3 separate regions of the Sus scrofa genome follow, and regions 1 and 2 are each linked to region 3. The links are chromatin contacts, called in public Hi-C and promoter capture Hi-C maps. All regions are on one chromosome and are shown on one strand. Each heading gives the region's core, a stretch centred on a gene start, on an enhancer-like site or on the middle of the called end of the contact. The rest is flanking DNA. Distances are from core to core; before and after follow the strand shown. Region 1 holds the start of LOC100737582 (zinc finger protein 226-like). Region 2 holds the start of LOC100627091 (zinc finger protein 227). Region 3 holds the start of ZNF180 (zinc finger protein 180).

Region 1 (4,227 bases), core at 265-2,764, 240 kb after region 3:
CAGTTAATGAGCCTGACTAGGATCCATGAGGTTGCGGGTTCAATCCCTGGCCTCACTCAGTGGGTTGAGGATCCTGCGTTGCTGTGTAGGGAACCTCCATATGCTATGGACTCAGCCCTAAAATGAAAAAAAAAAAAAAATTCCACAAAAAACTCCAGAAAACCAAGCAAAACAAAATAGTTGATAAAGTTTGTAAAAACTCACTGAAAAGTCTAAGCCCATTTGATTAGATTTTAAGGTCCCTCACAACCAAGTCCTAGCTAGGGTGCCTGATTCCACCTAGTTCCTAAGGCTTAAGGAGAATTACATCCAAGAGATTCTGAACTCAAGCTCTGGACTCAGGCTGCCTGAATTCCAACCCCAACTTGGCCTCCTACTTGGTGGGTGACTATGTGCAAATAATGTACAGCTCCCTAGGTCTCAATCCCATTTTACAGAATAGGGAAAATGCAATGTTTCTTCACGGAGCCATGATGTGGCATAATATACTTACTTGTGCAAAGCCCTCATCATCGAAGTTAGTTTTTTAAAATTTTATTTTACGGCCGCACCCTCGTTCTGAGCCAGGGATTGCAGCTGCGGCAACTACGGATTCTTAACCCACTGCTTCGCAGCCAGAAATCTGAAGTTAATTACCAACAATACCCATGTCCAATTACACGTTCTATATATCCTCTGATTGATGTGCCCACCATTGGAAAAAAAAAAAGGATGTCAAGTTTCATTTACTCCGGGCATTGCTCTCAGTAGCCCAGGAGTCACTCCTTCTACCTCAGTGCAGCCCTTTCTGAGAAATCACGCTGGGGAAAGAAAGAACGCTGTGGAATGCGACGATCGAGTCCCCGTCTCTGATTAAAGTTAAAGCCTCCCCTCCCTTCAAGCAATCTGGAAGCAATCCTCACCTTTCCCTCCAAAAAAGTCAGAATAGGTCCGGGATTATCCAGCATCACACAGGCAAAGACAGAAGGGCAAGAATCACTGAAGCTGGATCTCTGACCCTAACCCGGGGACCTAACCGCTCCAGGGTAAATTAACATCAAGAAGAGATGTTAATTCACTACGTGCCAGGTACTAGTTAAGACGTCAATTTGTACCATCTCTTTTAAGTCCCCAAACGATTGTATCAGGAAAGTCCTAATATCCTAATATTTTAAAGAAAAGCAACAAGAGGCACCAGGAGATTAACTCCCAACGCAAGGAAACAGAAGGGTGCGTGAAAAGTGTAGGGAGGCGGACTGGGCGAGCTGAGAGCAGGAGAACTCTCAATCCTGGGGATACGCAATTAGAGTTCGTGCCCTATCTGGGTAAAGAGACGACTCTCAATGCACAGAGGCTCTGAGTAGGGAATACACACCGCTGTCCTTGCGCCTGGGTACCTGTGCTCTCCGCCAAAGATTCTTTTCCCCTAAATCTGTTGTCAAGTCCTTGCGGCTCCCGAGCAAACATCCAGGAAGTTCAGAAGGGCCAGCTAGACTCGGAACTGACGCACCGCCCCCACAGAAAACACCAGCAAACTAACACTCGGGGAACGGAAGTGCCTACGAGTTCGCGGAGCGGCTGGACTACACTTCCCAGAATGCATCAGACCCCCGGAAGTGCAATTGGTGCGCAGAGGATCTGGACTACACTTCCCAGAATGCACCAGGCACCACCCTCCTCCCACCCACGCCCACGGAAGTGCAAGCGACTACGCGGAGCATCTGGACTACACTTCCTAGAATACCAAGGAAAACCATCGGGAGTCTCACCTTCCAGGTAGACGTGTTGGGGGCGCAGGAAGTTTCTTGCCTCCACTTCCCAGGATGCCAGGGCGGAAAGAATCCCACAGTCCCGACTTCCGTGGTGGTAGTAAGAGTCTGCTCCTGAGTCGTCCCGCGAAGGTATTCCACAGACACGACTTTTTGAAGTAGAAATCCTCCCAATTATGGCAGCAGTATTGTTGGCACGGGAGGGGGGGCGGGGGAGGAAGTGAGGAGATAAAACCTTCAAAAAATTAACTGAGGAATGACTAGGGGACGGTAGGTGATTAAAAGGAGAGTAATTTGAGTATAATCTGACAGTATAAGGCTAAAGAATAGGCGAGGTAGAATGATTTGGGTGGAAAAATGAACGAAGAAGGTATTAACCCAACTCCAGACCCTGTGGTATCACTGGTTTGGCAGGAAAAACAACTTGAAAGGGCCAAAGTGGGAGCCTGTTTTATGGAAAATTGCTTTTCCTTTATTGAGGTTATTACAATACCTACTTTGGAGGTGAAAACATTAAATTTCAGAGAAGTTAAGAAATTGTTGGAATTCCCACTGCGGTGCAGCAGAAACAATCCCTGGGTCTCACTCAGTGGGTCAGGTATCTGGTATTGCCATGAACTGTGGTGTAGGTTTCACACGTCTTGGATCCTGCGCTGCTGTGGCTGTGGTGTAGGCAGAAGTTGTAGCTCTGACTGGACCCCTAGCCTGGGAACCTCCATATGCCAAGGGTTCTGCCCTAAAGACCAAAACAAAAAAAGTACATTAATGGCTAAGGCTACTTCTTTACCTTTAATTAACGGCATTAACAATGCTGAAAATCTTGGCATTGGACTCCCAATGCCAAGGCTGACTCCCAAAGCCTATGATTTGTTTTTTTGTTGTTTTTTTTTTGGCCACCCTGTGGCATATGGAGTTCCCAAACCAGGGATCAGATCCAAGCTGCAATTACAATCAAAACTGCAGCTACAGCAACAATGGATCCTAAACCTTCTGTGCCAGGGCCAGGAATCCCAAAACACTGCCAATCCTGTGCACAGCAGGAACTCCCAAAGCCTATGATTTAATGTTAGAGCAGTGAGGAGTCTACTGGTGAGGGAAGATGTTTTGTATTAAGAGTTTTTCCTTTATATTTTCTGGTTAAAGTATCTTTATTACAATAGTAATTTAAAAACACATGTTGGAGTTTCTGTCGTGGCTCAGTGGTTGACGAATCTGACTAGGAACAATGAGGTTGCGGGTTCGATCCCTGGCCTTGCTCAGTGGGTTAAGGATCCAGCGTTGCCATGAGCTGTGGTATAGATTGCAGATGCATCTCAGATCCTGTGTTGCTGTGTTGCTGTGGCTCTGGCGTAGGATGGCAGCTACAGCTCTGATTGGACCCCTAGCCTGGGAACCTCCATATGCTGTGGGAGCAGCCCTAGAAAAGGAGAAAAGACAAAAAAATAAAAAATAAAAAAATAAAAGCACATGTTACTGAAAGCTAATTAAATATAGCATAAAGTAAAATGGGGGGGGGCGGAGCACCTAGACTCCTTCCCCTTGAAGGTAAGTTTTTTTTCTCCCTGTAAACATACATATATGTATCATCATATACATTTTTAATGAAATCCCATGTTAAACTCAGTATAGGCTAGACATTTTCTAATATCAGCACTGAAAATCTCTTTCCAAATGTTGGCTATATAATGCTTCACTGAATGAACTGAGAGTTGAAAGCAAAACTGCCCCTGACATTAGGAAGCTGGTGTGACACTCACAACTAGGCTAACATTATTCTCCTTTGGGACATCAATCAGAATATCATCCTCAAAGAAGTTTCTCTGAGACCACGGTAGTGAGACAAAACAAGGACCCTTTATAATTTTGTTTAGACAAAAACAAGGTCACTGTGCCACTTGTATAATGCCAAACATGCCCCTCTTGTCTAAAAGAGAGGTACTTCTTTACCACTTAGAGATTTTCCTCATTTTTTTGTTTTTTTTTGTTTTGTTTGTTTGTCTTTTTAGGGCTGCACCCATGGCATGGAGGTTCCCAGGCTAGAAGTTGAATCAGAGCTGTAGCCACCAGCCTACACCAGAGCCACAGCAACGTCAGATCCAAGCCAAGTCTATGACCTACACCACAGCTCACAGTAACGCCAGATCCTTAACCCACAGAGCAGGCCAGGGATCGAACCTGCAACCTCATGGTTCCTAGTCGGATTTGTTTCCGCTGCGCCATGACAGGAATTCCAAGATTTCTTTGTTCTCAGCTACTCTCCCAAAATAAAAAACTTGAGCTACTAGGTCTTCAAATTGCTACTTTCTGACAGCATCCAATCTACAGTGAGCCATGTTTCCTTAGGCCCTCTCCCAAAACACCCGACCAGAGCCCAAATCCTAGAATAGATTGTGACACCCTTTTGTGACATCTCATGGTTCCCCTTGATGGGTGTAGTCTCACTGCAACAAACAATAAGCCCAACTTGTCAAACCTCTGG
Region 2 (4,097 bases), core at 605-3,104, 190 kb after region 3:
AAGGATCTTGTGTTGCCGTGAGCTGTGGTGTAGGTCACAGACTCGGCTCAGATCCCGCGCTGCTGTGGCTCTGGTGTAGGCCAGCAGCTACAGCTCCAATTGGACCCCTAGCCTGGGAACCTCCATTTGCTGGGAGCGGCCCTAGAAAAGGCAAAAAGAGAAAAACAACCACAACAACTAAAAAAACATGTAAGCATGTTGGTACAATCTTTGTTAAAAAAAAAAAAAAAAAAAACTTCCAAGGACAATATGACAAATTTTGAGTGTGGTTATTTAAAAAAAAAAAAAAAGCCTACAATTAAAAAAAAGGTGGTAAGGGGGAGCACCATCAAATTTCAAATATATTTTCAGTCTCTCTTTTTTTGGGGGGGAATGAGTGAACATGCCGATTAAATTCAGTATTTGTTGAGACAAATACCACTTTTTTTTTTTTGTCTTTTTTGTTGTTGTTGTTGTTGTTGTTGTTTCTATTTCTTGGGCCGCTCCTGCGGCATATGGAGGTTCCCAGGCTAGGGGTTGAATTGGAGCTGTAGCCACCGGCCTACGCCAGAGCCACAGCAACGCAGGATCCGAGCCGTGTCTGCAACCTACACCACAGCTCACGGCAACGCCGGATCGTTAACCCACTGAGCAAGGGCAGGGACCGAACCCGCAACCTCATGGTTCCTAGTCGGATTCGTTAACCACTGCGCCACGACGGGAACTCCCACAAATACCATTTTTAAAAGTCAGAATACAAGACCATATAATTTCCAAATCAGCTGAGGGTAAATAAAAGGGAATAAACTGAAGTGAAGACAATAAAGGAGGGAAAAAAAATGGATAGCACAGTGAATTTGAATATATATTATAAAAATACTTTAAAGATTTTCAAAATGAATAAGCAGAATATTTTAAAGTATATATAGAGTACTTTAACGAAATATTTATATATCATATATATACTTTAAAACATTTATTTTTATTTTTGTATCTTTAAAATGTATGTAAGTGGGAGAGAAATCCAAACATACATATTAACAAGCAGATTAAACAGTCTCAGGTTTATTCAACAAATAACATTTTCTTAGTAATAATTTACTGAATGAAGGAAACCTGCGGATTAACTGAGAACTGATGCCAGAACAAGAAGGAGCTTTCAGTAATATTTACCTGGGGCTACGGTGAGAGAGGGCAAAAAGGGCCTCCTTCCCCTCTCCGAACTCAGGAGTGGCGAAGAATACAATGCGGTGGGACAGCGCGACTACGTCCGTCTCCCGGAAGAACTGCAGCGGACATCCCCAAGCACTAGCGCGGAGTGACTCAGTGCTTCCTAAAAAGAGATCAGTAAAAGCTCGGGAAGAGCTCGGCCTCCTGATGGATGACAGAAGGGCCATGGCATTGCTACTGGGGCGTCCAGTCAAAACGGCGCTGGTGGGAAAATTAACTGTATCAATAGCAAGAGCCAACACGTTAAGCGCTACCGGCGATCTAAGCTGTTGACAGATCTCACTTAATTCTAATCACAACCCCACCCAGCAGTTACCATCTCTCGCTATCTTATAGAGGAAAGCAGTGGGCACGGATAACAACTAGCCAGATATTATACCGGTAGAAGTAGCAGCGCTGCGTCGTAAGCGGAGGAGGAAAGCAAAGGGAATCCACACTTCCGCCCGCCGCCTCTCAGCCTCCACCGGGGGCCGCGACTTCTCCATCCTAAGACAGCCGACTAGGTAGCGACTAGTCCCCACGCTCTGGCCGAAAAGGCTCAGAGGGGTCGTAGGAGAGCAGGGTTGACTCACCTCCTGGACCATAAAGATGGTGGCTGCGTCCTTTTCCCGGGCCGGAAGAGCGTCTGACTACCGAGCTCCCCGGAACTACACTTCCCAGAAGGCCCATGAACCAAGGGCCGCAGACCCTTGCGTCGGGACAGGGTTGGGGGAATACATTTCCCAGAACTCCAAGGGAAGGAAGGGCCTTCCCCGCCCACTTAGAGGTTCTAAAGGAAACGGAACAACATGAACTCCAGGGAGTTCTCAGCCAGCAACTTTCAGAGACACCTTCACTCGGAGGACCTGAAGCAGTTCTCTGATGCCAGCTGCCCTAGTTCTTTCTCATTGATAGGAAGTATTTGAAGAGTCATTGTCTTTATTTTTTTATATCTTTGGTCTTTTTAGGGCCGCACCCACGGCATATGGAGGTTCCCAGGCTAGCGGTGCTGTAGCTGCCAGCCTACGCCAGCCCCACAGCAACGCCAGATCCGAGCCGTGTCTGCAGCCTACACCACAGCTCATGGATACGTCAGATCCTTAACCCACAGAGCGAGGCCAGGGATTGAACCTGCAACCTCATGGTTTCTAGTCAGATTCGTTTCTGCTGCGCCATCACAGGAACTCCTGAAGGGTCAGAATCTTAAAAGGACTGTAAGAAACCCTACCAGGAAAAAAAAAAAGGGGGGGGTGGTGGATAAGAGCCTTGATAATGCATTTTTAGATACTTTTTATATACAAAAAGAATGGAAGACCAAAAAAAAAAATAGGAGTTCCCATCGCGGCTCAGTGGTTAACGAATCCAACTAGGAACCATGAAGTTTCGGGTTCGATCCCTGGCCTTGCTCAATGCATTAAGGATCCAGCGTTGCTGTGAGCCGTGGTGTAGGGCGCAGACGCGGCTCCGATCCCGCGTTGCTGTGGGTCTGATGTGGGCCAGTGGCTACAGCTCCGATTGGACCACTAGCCTGGGAACCTCCATACGCCGTGGGAGCGGCCCCAGAAAAGTCAAAAAGACAAAAAAAGACCAAAAAAAAAAAAAAGAATGGAGTTCCCGTCGTGGCTCAGCAGTGAGGAACCTAACTAGTATCCATTTTGACTGTCTCTAATTTATGTATCCTGTGTTTATCCTTTGAGAAGAATATTTGCTAACTTGTTATGGGTGGTCATTCTTATTTAGAATATTTTAATGATCTAAAATATTATCAATAATTGTATGTCAACTTTTGAATGCTATGAAAAAATTGGTCAATTTTGCAACCGATGAAAGTGAGATAAAAGGATCACTAAAGGTTCTATTGTTCCCCTTTATTGTTTCCTTAAATCCATTTCAGGAATTCTGAATAAAATCTAACTGAACTGCAAGCCCCTGTTTCAGGATGTTGAGTGGCTACACCAGCCACAAACACTGAAGAACTTCATCTGCCAGTCTCCCACTGGTTGCTAAGCACACTCTAAAGAACGGGACATTCTCCCTCAACAAAGGAGCACATTAGCTAAAGAAGAGACACATCAGAAACCAAGATACAGAAGACTTTCAAGTCAAGTTCCAAATAAAGAAACCAAATCCAGGAGTTCCCTGGTGTTGTCACTGCTGTGGTGTGGGTTTGATCCCTGGCCCAGAAACTTCGGTGTGCCATTGGTGTAGCCAAAAAAAAAGAAAAGAAAGAAAAAGAAAAAATAAATAAATTCGTAATTATTGCTCTCCAGTGCTCGCTTTCGAAGCACATATACTAAAATTGGAATGATACAGAGAAGATTAGCATGGCCCCTGTGCAAGGATGACACAAAAATTTGTGAAGTGTTCCATACTTTTATAACATGAGCAGGAATTGAGCCTTTATATTTTAAGCCACCAAAATAAATAAATAATTATTGCTCTCCAAATCTCACTGTTTCTATGTCCCTTAGCTTTCTTCTATACATACTTGATCTTCTTGGTTGCCACCTATGAAAATCCTGAAGTTATTAACAGTTGCTTTCTTTTGCTCTCCACATATCAATTTACGCTAATGGATTTTAAATTCTGGTGACTCCATGACTGGGGATGTTTTCAGTTTAAACTATTTTAGTAGTTTTTGTTGTGGCTCATCGGTAATGAGCCTGATTAGTATGCATGAGGAAGACGGTTTGATCCCTGGCTGCATTCAGTTAAGGATCTGGCCTTGCCTCAAGCTGTGGTGTAGGTCACAGACGTGACTTGGATCTTGCCTTGCTGTGGCTGGGGCATAGGCTGGCAGCTACAGCTCCGATTCCACCCCTAGCCTGGGAACTTCCATATGCCGCAGGTGTGGCCCTAAAAAAAAAGACAAAACAAACGATTTTAGCTCTTCCTCCTCCCAATCTCCC
Region 3 (4,270 bases), core at 766-3,265:
CTGCATCTGTACATCGGTCTGCAAGATTTGACATCTTTCCAACACAACCATTGTAACGTGGCATTTCTATGTCTTTTGTCTCTCTCAGTAGGGTTTTGGAGGTTTTTTCCTAATGTCTCTATCTATCTTACTAAATTTACTTGTAGAACTTGTTTGCTTCTATTATGAATAAATGTGTACCTTTCTCTGCCTCGTTTGCAAACTTAGTCCTGCTATGTAGAGGAAAGATACCGATGTGCAGGCAAGGGGCAAAATATTGTAAGAGTTAAGAGCATGGACTCCAGAGTCAGACTTCTTGGACTCAAATACCAGCTCCGCCCTTACAGTCTAACATAAGTTATTTCATATTACTTCTGTAAAAAGAATAGCTGCTTAAAAGGGAGAGATGAGGCGTTCCCATTGTGGTCAGCAGTAACGAACCCGACTAGTATCCACGAGGACGCAGGTTTGATCTCTGGCCTCGCCCAGTGGGTTAAGGATCCAGCATTGCCGTGAGCTGTGGTGTAGGTGGAAGACATGGCTTGGATCCTGTGTTGCCGTGACTGTGGGGCAGGCTGGCAGCTGCAGCTCTGATTGGACTCCTAGCCTGGGAACCTCCATGTGCTACAGGTGTGGCCTTAAAAACAAACAAACAAAACCCTATTTTCATATAGCATGGAAATTTCAGCTTCCCCCTGGGTGGGGTGGGTATGGGAAGTTAATGTGATGTGAGATGTTAAAGTGTTTAATGTAGGGCCAGGAAACTTTATTCAAAACAAATACTTAATTGAGCAGCTATTATGTGCCAGGTACCTTAGGTGCTGGGGATAGGGCAGTGATCAAAACAGATATAAATCATTTCCTTTATGGAGCTGACAGTCCAGTGGAAAAGGCAGATAAACAATAGACTAAATAAATACCTAAAGTACATAGAATATCAGTGAAAAGTTCTTTCTTTCTGCTTGCTTTTTAGGGCTGATCCCACGGCATAATGAAGTTCCCAGGCTAGGGGTCGAATCGGAGCTACAGCTTCTGGCCTATGCCACAGCCACAGCAACATGGGATCCAAGCTACGTCTGTGACCCACACCACAGCTCACCGGATCCCTAACCCACTGGGCGAGAGTAGGGATCAAACCCGCATACCATGGTTCCTAGTCGGTTTCGTTAACCACTGAGCCACAAAGGGAACTCCAAGTTCTTTAGAGAAAAAAATAAAGATGGGAGGAAGCAAGGAGTACCTGGGAGTGAAGATTTCTTTTGTAAGTTTACAATGGTTGGGGGAAGGTGGGGGAAATACCTCTTGAGAAGATGACACTAGCCTAAAGATAGGGGAATCCTCAGAGGTAGAACCTGCCAGGTAGCGCAAACAGCACACACCAAAGTCCTGAGGTGAGAGCCTGCTTGAGTTGTTGGAGAAAATGTAAAGGCCATCGTGACTGGAACTGAGTCTGGAAAACGGTCAAGAGATGAAGACAAAGAGTAAGGCGAACGGATAGGAAACCTCCTTAAGCCCTTATAGGTAGCAAAGAGAAAATTCAATTTAAAAAACAAAAGGACTTCACTATCATTAAGTACAAAACCAGACTCTCGAAGGGCTTGATAGGAGCTCCCTGGGCTGTATAATGAGTTTGTAGCAACTATCTTTCCCGTGAGGACAAAAGGAGACCATGCACGCGGAGCGTCTGACCAGGCAGCAGGTGCCCAGGAAGGGTCCCCGTTGTTTCCATCCGGATCCTGTTTTCACTGCCATTCCGGGGCGTCAAGCAGAGCCCAGAGGCGGCCTTTTCCAAGCCAGCCACGCCTCATGCATCAGGGCCTTGGCTCGGCCTCCGATCTTGCTACTTCCACTCCGCGGGCAGCAAAACCTCAGACACTCAAACTCGCAGATCCCTGCTGCAACCCTAGAGCCCCCTTCTTGTGTAGCTGCGTCCCAGCGCAAGCCGCCTCTGGGGAACTGGAATCCACCCAATCGCAGCCCGAGCCGCCGAGGCTTCTGGGAGTTGTAGTTCTGGCTCTCCGAGCGCAAGCGCACTTCCTGGTTCAGCCAGAAGCGTAGCCATTGTCTTGCGCGCGGACGCTTTCTGTTTCGGCGCACCTCGGCCCTTTGGAAGTTAACGCGAGAGGCCTTGCGGATGCCGACCACGGGAAGGGACAGAACTAGCTTAACCCTAGTCTGTCGTGTGCAGAGTCGGGGCAGAGAGTTGCTTAACCGAGCTTGTCCTGCTGCAGAGCTGTGCTGGGCACTGAAGCTGGGACGGGCCCTGTTTGGTCCTGGAGCTGGTGGACGCCCAGGTTGGTGAGGGGCGGGGCAGTGCCGGGCGTCCCATGAGCGCATGCGCAGGGTTTAGGCGGGACGCTGCGTTTGAGAGTGTGGGTGGGAGCCCTGGGAACCGTGTGGCAGTGCTTTAGCCTCTGGTGGCCGAAGTTGGTGATGATCCTAGGAAAGCTGAAGATCTCCTGGCTGTGTCCTGCACGCGTGCGCGGTTACGCCGTCAGGTGGTTTGTGTGGGAGAGCCTGAGAATCCCGCCTCCCCTTCATCGAAGGCTGGGCTTGCTTAGTGGAGGACCTGAGGATGACTGGGTTGATGAAGTGCTCAATTGCAGATGCTGGTTCTCGGAGGAGAGGGCATCTGCCATTATTTCCAATACTCCTGAGCAGGTGTGTTTGAGCAGGTAACAGGAGGTGGGAAGTGAGGTTCTGGACACTTGGCTCTGGGATTCTGGAGCAGACACCGCTCTTTTTCGACGCCTGGGGCACCCTGGGTAGTGGACAGACCAAATTGGAGTTGCAGTTTCTTGCCTTAGGAGAGGCACTGCTACTTCAGTGACTGCACCCCCTTCTCCCCTCCGTGGGAATGGCTGATGGACTACAGATTCTTAGCTTGGTGGAGGGACTAGAGCCTAGGTCAGATTTAGGCGGAGGGCACGTGCGCATGTTACAGGTGCCTGAATGGGAAGCAGGAACTTGGACTGGTGATCCTGGGACCCATGTAGGAGACTGCAGAGTCCTAGGACTTACAAGTTTTGCTCGGAGCCCAGGAATGACAGGGTTGCAACAACTCCCATCAAATCGACAGCTGTTGGGGGAGGAAGCCAGATGCTGCCCACATGATTATGAAGTAGGTGTTCCCAGGACCTTTGCTGGGCAGCTCAGCTTGCAGGCTTGAGGATGCGCCAGTTGATAGAGGGAGAGAATCTGGGCTGCAGATTTAGACCTGGAAGGGGCTGGACTCTCATGGCACCCAGGGACTCACATTTGGGTTGTAAGAAGCAAAAAGACCCAATTCCCATGGGAGCTGCCTTAATATGAGCTCAGGAACCCCCAGGCTGGTGAATGTGCAAGTCCTAGGCCTGATTCTGGAGTTCTCTTCTCAGGGTGCTATTTGGATGTTCTGAATTTCTGGCAGTAAGCAGGCAGTGGGGCCAGGGACTTGAGAACCCTCACAGAGGCTTGTGGGTGCTTGAGGTGTCCTCGGAAAGTTGAGGCATAGCGTGGGAGATGCAGCTTCTCATCTCAGGACCAGGGACTTGCACAATGCCCAGGGCTGGCAGAGGACCCCAGTCCTGGATGCAGATTCTGGGTGTGAGCCTGCTCTGAGCACACGAGTGTGCCAACAGGAGGAGGGAACCTCGATCAGTGGCCTCTGTGTGGTGGCTGCTGGAGTAGAGACCTGGGGGACCCCAGTTCAGAGCCCCGGGTTCTGAGCTTGGGAGGGCCAAGGCTACAGTTTGCACACGTGCTGGCTTTTGGGCAAAATGGGGGGCGGGGCAGTCCTGGAGCCCTGGCACTGCCTGTGGATATCCAGGTGGATGGAAGGAGCAGCTTCGGATTCTGGGCTGCCGAGGGTGCCTGGGTGTGCTCTGCGCATGAGCACAGGTGTTTGGGTGGGAAAAGAGGGGCTGGAGGTGGGCATTAGAGGGCGCTGGGGTCTTTGTGCACATGGCATCCTAATCACAGCCTGATGACAGCCAGGTTGGTGGAGAGACGTTATTTCCCTGAGCTTCAGGTGCCCAGGAAGATACTTGGGTAGGAATTTGGGCAGATGTGACTCAAGTACGGGCCTGCAGAGGTTGCTGAAGGAAGCGGTTTGGGTGCAGGTTCAAGGTACAGCTGCATTGTGAAATCACACTACATACTGTTTGAGTGAGAATCCTGGGGAGCTTAGGGGTGGGTAAGAGGGAGAGATGGGGCAGGGGTGGTGTGCATAGGGTGGGATTTGCCAGGGGCTGTTCTAGTCTCAGACCCAGGAACATCTAGTTGGTAGAAAGACAATTGAGGTTCACGTTCT

The links. Promoter capture Hi-C pulls out the DNA fragments that hold promoters and counts their contacts. A called contact is a pair of places that touch in the nucleus more often than the background predicts.
Region 1: a Hi-C map of liver shows a contact between it and region 3, with 5 times the contacts expected there. The contact joins the promoter of LOC100737582 here to the promoter of ZNF180 in region 3. A contact is called at or near these places in 1 of 5 promoter capture datasets (liver) and 6 of 47 Hi-C or Micro-C datasets (embryonic fibroblasts, heart right ventricle, liver and 2 more).
Region 2: a contact with region 3 is called in a promoter capture Hi-C map of fetal skeletal muscle, with 2.6 times the contacts expected there. The contact joins the promoter of LOC100627091 here to the promoter of ZNF180 in region 3. A contact is called at or near these places in 1 of 5 promoter capture datasets (fetal skeletal muscle) and 1 of 47 Hi-C or Micro-C datasets (liver).

The regions. Positions count from the first base shown.
Region 1 is chr6:50,770,172-50,774,398 of Sscrofa11.1, reverse strand. It overlaps LOC100737582 (zinc finger protein 226-like), which reads right to left and starts at 1,514. Exons shown (of 13, transcript XM_021097546.1): 1 at 1,355-1,514. LOC110260999 reads left to right here and starts at 1,650. Exons shown (of 2, transcript XR_002344680.1): 1 at 1,650-1,880.
Region 2 is chr6:50,817,113-50,821,209 of Sscrofa11.1, reverse strand. LOC100627091 (zinc finger protein 227) reads right to left here and starts at 1,854. Exons shown (of 4, transcript XM_013988660.2): 1 at 1,782-1,854; 2 at 1,153-1,312.
Region 3 is chr6:51,006,237-51,010,506 of Sscrofa11.1, reverse strand. ZNF180 (zinc finger protein 180) reads left to right here and starts at 2,015. Exons shown (of 6, transcript XM_003355941.4): 1 at 2,015-2,273. LOC100627471 (carcinoembryonic antigen-related cell adhesion molecule 20) reads left to right here. Exons shown (of 11, transcript XR_001303703.2): 11 at 1-190.